Regions from separate parts of the Gossypium arboreum genome. Here region 2 is linked to region 1. A link is a contact called in public Hi-C data. All regions are on one chromosome and are shown on one strand. The core of a region is the stretch at or near the end of the contact, and the rest is flanking DNA. Distances in the headings are between cores, read along the strand shown. Region 1 holds the start of LOC108478646. Region 2 has its middle 33 kb from the start of LOC128294736.

The links. A called contact is a pair of places that touch in the nucleus more often than the background predicts.
Region 2: a contact with region 1 is called in a Hi-C map of leaf, with 3 times the contacts expected there. The contact joins the enhancer-like site here to the promoter of LOC108478646 in region 1. A contact is called at or near these places in 2 of 5 Hi-C or Micro-C datasets (both in leaf).

The regions. Positions count from the first base shown.
Region 1 is chr6:79,911,415-79,914,260 of ASM2569848v2, reverse strand. It overlaps LOC108478646, which reads right to left and starts at 1,427. Exons shown (of 3, transcript XM_053029952.1): 1 at 1,042-1,427; 2 at 813-941. The coding sequence starts at 1,184. LOC108478086 (protein STRUBBELIG-RECEPTOR FAMILY 5-like) reads right to left here. Exons shown (of 16, transcript XM_017780515.2): 16 at 2,816-2,846.
Region 2 is chr6:80,677,734-80,680,579 of ASM2569848v2, reverse strand. It overlaps the pseudogene LOC108486187. Among protein-coding and RNA genes, the nearest start is that of LOC128294736, 33 kb to the right of the region's middle. Within about 2 kb of position 1,484, at least 2 of the 2 cell types and tissues checked have an H3K27ac peak or open chromatin away from gene starts, as enhancers often do. A contact at or near this core is called in leaf, where this site is marked.

The DNA of each region.
Region 1 (2,846 bases), core at 178-2,677:
TGTTTTCATATAATCCTCATGTTTATGACTCAGATTCGGTCGTCAGTGATGCTCTTGGAAATGTTTCTTTTATGATTATGGATTTTTCTTATGTTTTGGACTTTTATGGACTTTATGACCTCTTTTTTGGATTTTATTTTATGATAGACTATTGAACTGTGACATGGGATTTTTAAACTATGGACATTGGACAAATTGCATGAGTTTTTATTATTTTGTATTTTCCTAATAATATATTTTTCTGCAAAGTCAATTTATCGAATTTGAATTTGAAGTAACTAATGTTTTTGTGCCAACGTTAAGGGTGCTGAAGTCACGTAAGCTTGTTGTGAATTCTCTTTGTCTAGTTTGTAAAGTGGAGGAGGAGTCGGTGTGCCTTTTTTTTTTCGTGATTGTGTTTTCTCAAAGCACGTCCTGGAGAGGTTGGTATGGCTCTCTCGACAATTAACATGCAACATAGTTGGAAACAGTGGTTAGCAGAGGATTTTATGAAAAGCAGTTTAATGGTATGTAGAAAATTAGTCATCTCTTATTGGGCTCTATGGTATAACCGTAACAAAGTTTATCATGAGGGGATTAGAGATCAGATTCAAGATGTAATGGGTTTCATAAATGCGTACGTGTTAGAAATAGAGCAGTTGAGTGAGTTATCAAAATCACTAGATTTACCTAAGCAATATGTTTGGGAACCATCGGAGGGTGACACTATTAAGCTTAACTTTGACGTTTCATTTAATCAACAATTACAGATCTCATACTTGGGTATAGTAGCATGAAATAAGGAAGGACTGGTCATGGCATTGTGCACTTACCTATGGGAGAACATTCTAGATCCGACCATGGCTGAGGTGCGAGCATGTTTGAATATGGTCTCTTTTGTAGAAGAGCTAGGTTTTCGAGATGTGTGTGTTGAGGGGGATGCTTTAATAGTCATCCGGTAACTGAAATATGCAAAAGAGGACAAATTTAGGATCAGTAATCTCATAAAAGATATTAAGGGAAGAGGGGCCAAGTTTAGGAGCCTCCAGTTTAGTTTCGTACCTCGGGAGGCTAATGCGACGACACATAGGTTGGTGATGGAAGGCAGAAAGTACGATTACCCCATGTATTGGGTAGAGAAAGTCCCGAGGGAGGTAGAAAGGCTTGTTGACAATGATAGGAGAGGGGTTAGGGTAAGCGACCATTTGTAAAGGCTGAGTCCCGATTCGAAGATAGTGGGTTGTCCAATGAACTCGAAGGCCTGATGAGAGGTTTTCTAGTTTTGTTGCAATCAAAATATGACGAGTTTTTCTGGTTACCTCGACGATTCACTCGTGCTAAGAAAAGCTTGAAAGTTCTCTGGAGAGGAAAGTTTTAGATCTGGGGGCTTTCATTTCTTTTTCTGGTTTTTGTTTTGTTACCTTTATTTTGTTTAGCTATTTTGGTTTTGTTACTTTTGTTTACTGTTGGTGCTTTTAATGCAGTTAAGCTGTTTCGAGGTCTCCTAGGCGCCATTTAGTTACCCAATGGTTTGGCTACACCTATGGTCAGATTGCAACTGATTTTAAGGGTGAGTAAAATTCGATTTAATTTGAAAAAATTAAAAAAAAATTAAATTTTGAGTTAATTAAATTAAGTTATTCGAGTTATTCGAATTATTCAAGTCAACTCGAATAAGAAATTTCGGATTTCAAGTTGAGTTGAGTTGAATTTTTACAATTCAAATAACTCAAATAATTTGAATAACAGATTAGTAAAAATATCGTTTTGGCTCCTCAATTTTGAGAATGAGCAAATTAATCTCTTAACAAAAATTAAAAAAATAAAAATAAATTTCAAATTTTGAAAATAATTTTAAAATTCATAATATTTATAAAAATTTTAAAATTTTATTTTTAAAAAAAGTATAAATTTAAAAAATCTAAAAATATATCAAAAATTAATAAAATAATAATTATGGAATCTAAATAAGTGATTAATGATTCAAGTTTATTATACTAAAATTTTTTATTTTTATTTTTGCTTTAAAAAGTTTTCAAATATATATTGTTTCAAATTTATGTATTTTAACATAGAAATAGTTATATTGTACAAGATTTTAATTTAACATTATTAATTTTTCTAATTTAACTCGAACGGTTTCACTCGACTTGATCGAACGCTCACCCCTAATTCGAATTATCCGAAAATCCAAATAAAAAAAGACAAAACTGCATTATGTTGATAAATGTTTACCTTTTCTAATGTTAAAAGTCAAAAATATCAAGCTGCAAAACTAGATTATTTTGATAAATGTTTACCCATTAGTCTTACTTTCCTTCTCGAATTGCTCCACTTTACTTGTTTTCCTTTATTCAAAATTAATATAAAAGCTTGTATTTTGTCTACTAGTAAAATAATCAATCCATGTAAATGAAACAATGAGTATAAATAATAAGATTCGTTAATTCGACTCAACTTGACTTGAAATTTTAACTCGATTCGAAAAAAATTTAAATCGAGCTTAATTGCAAAAATAGGATTCGTCAACTCAACTAATTCGAAATTTTTTTATTCGATTTGACTCAACTTGATCGAATACTCACCCTTAACTAATTTCTTCTCGAAGTTTAAATGGCATCAATTGATATTTGTTTAAAAAAAAAAAAAACCCTAGATAATGTAACAACTAACTCGGAGAAAATATTAAATAATAATATGTATTGACATATTTCATTTCTATTTTCTCTTTTTAATCCTTTTCTAGCTTTACTTAATAATTTAGAGAAATGATTAGATTCATATTAAGAATTTTATTAGAAAATTTACACTATTTTAAAATTCAAATCCATTCAACTTTCAAAATATTCAACCCTAATTTATTTCCA
Region 2 (2,846 bases), core at 235-2,734, 770 kb before region 1:
TTACATTTTTAGTTGAAACAGTTGGTGAATGTGAAACAGCAGTCATAAATGAATATAGTGACTTCTAGCCTACAGTAAGTTTGGCAAATGAAACAGATATTAATTATGGCTTTTTTCATGCAGAAACCTTATATACAAGTTTGAATAGCTTCGCTAACACAGAAAAATGATGCACTCATTCACTCACATGAAAAAAGTAACATAAATGTAAAGAGGATACAAACTCTAGAGCCAACAAAAAGTAGATAACGCAATCATATAAAAGATTGATATTTCTCAAAAGAAAAGGAACCAATGAAAAAATGGTTCGTTTAGCAGAAGTGAAAAACAGCAATTATGTTTATATAATTAACCACGAATACCTTTAATAATTATCAACTCATGCCGTCTTTGATAATTACTAACTGAATCAATTGACAATTCCCATATTCTTTGAACCCAAAAAAGGAAGAGGAATCTAGTAAACAAACAATTGCAGGAACAAGCTTTTGTGACTTAAACAAGCTCAGACGCAGCAGTTAAGAATTTCAGAGTGATAAAATGCACTTACACTGGCAAATCAGGATCCTCAAATTCATCTCTGTTATATCCTTCATGCTTAACCACCTGGAGTTTCTCATTCTGTTTTCTCTTCCAATCCTCCATTCTTTCCTTCCATGCAACAGTTCCATACCCATAATCCGCCAAATCTTTCTTAGGATCCATTGGTCTGGGTGGCACTGTGTTGTCAGCAACAGAAACCATTATACACTAGAACGGACATGTGAATAACAGCAATGTGCACAATTAGCACATTTCTACCAATCATATGAGACAACTTACAAGTCAAGGAAGGATCAGGAACTGGCATTGGATGGACCCGTTTTCCACAACTCATAAAGGGAGGAACGATAAGAGCATGCTTATCAGAGGAAATCCCAGCATCCTTTAGTAATAATCAATTAGAAATGTCAACCAACAATGCGATACATAAGAAACAGAACTTAACCAAAAAATAATTCACCTCTTCACCATATGTCAGAAGTGGGATCTCTGTAGCAACAGAAGCAGCATCAAACTCCGCTGGGGTGCTTATCCCTGAAACATGAGGTTGGGAACCACGATTGATATTGAGTCGAGCAGAGAGCATAGCAGCAGCAATATGGTGAGGATCTCTCCTATCTTGGCTAGCAATATCAAACTCATTCTCCAAATCATCAGCACCGTCCTCTTCCTCATCCCCTTCCACACGAGGGCAACCTGGAGTAGGCCACATTTTTAGCTAAATCTATCATCTTCAAGGGAATTTTTCTTTTTTACTAAAAGATAACTTCTAAAGGCTCACCTTTAATGCGCTTGTATCTGGTTTTGCATTGAGGGCATGCTTGATTGCCCTCTCTTCTTTCATATTCATAGCAAGGTCTGCATACCGGGAATGCACACTCATTGCAGGCAACAAAGGGTTCTCCATCAAGTGAAATCTCTATCTCATCTCCACAGATCTGGCAAATCTGCCCACTTAGTTCTTTAACAGAAGTCACCTGCAAGTCATAGTTACACAACTAACAACGTCAATCGCCACCAGATCATTAAATATGCTTTTCAGTAAACCGAACAGAACAATTTAGGTTACCCAACGATTCAGCTTTTTTAATAGCTTAAATAACAAAAAATGAAAATACAAAAAACAAGAGTTACTAATTGCCTAAATGGGATGCATCTACCAGCTCTGAGATCTACAAACTAGAAAAGATACTAAATTGAGATAACAAGGGAGGGTTAATGATATTTGATTTTGTTGAATCTAGGTGTATATAAACACTATGCCAACCCCCACCCCCCAAAAAAAAAAACCACAAGAGAAGAAATTTTCCTGGAATGTGATATTCTACCAAGCTGAAGAAAACAGCCACGGAAGCAAGGGTAAAAATTTCTGCTAATCCACCAACCAGAACTTTATAAGGAAAGAGAGAGAAAGGGAGAGAGAGACTCATCGAAACCCAAAAATGGTGGTAAAAAAAAAAGCTTTAAATCCTAAAGAATACGAAACAACACATTAACCAGCTCTTACTCGTCCCAAATCCTTCACTAACTATTGGTGTAGCCCGTAACGGGAAACAAAATACTAAAAGAGGCGATAAGCTTTGAAGGTGCTTACTCTTGCAATCTCATCAGCATTGATGAGAACAAACTCATTCCTGTTATGAGAACCAGCAACAAGTCTTCCTTTGGTATCCATCTACCTCCCAACCCCAACCCCAACAACAAACACAGCTCGAAGCTTCAAAAGCAAGACAAACCCCACTTCAATATAGCTACCTCTCTTTCCCCTTCATCACTCAAACCTCATAAAAACCCAAACTTTACCTTCCCACCTCTCTTTCTCGGTTTCTCTCTCAAGCACCCTTTACAAGAACAACACCATTATACAATGAAATGAACAAAAACACAGCTTGAGAGAGAGAGAGAGAGAGAGAGAGAGAGAGAGAGAGAGGTAGAGAACCAAATATAGAAATGGGAAGACAGCTAGAAATATAATAGTGTGACTGTCAATGATTATAATATTATAGTATTAAAGAAATGAAACAACAAATACTTTTTATTTTATTGTATTGACACTGTCATCTTATTGATCGATTCCTTCAAGGAGAGAGAGAGAGAGAGAGAGACCCAATTTTACCAACAATTGGTCCTCTCTGTGAAAAATAAAAAATGAAAACTGTGGCTAATGTTGATCTGTGACAAAAGCCTCTAAAAGAGAGAGAGAAAGGATCTGAAAGGAAAGAATCTTGGTGAAAATTCAACGCTTAACACACAAGGGATGAGACAGCAGATCAGCAAGAGAAGGGAAAAGAGAAACCAAATCT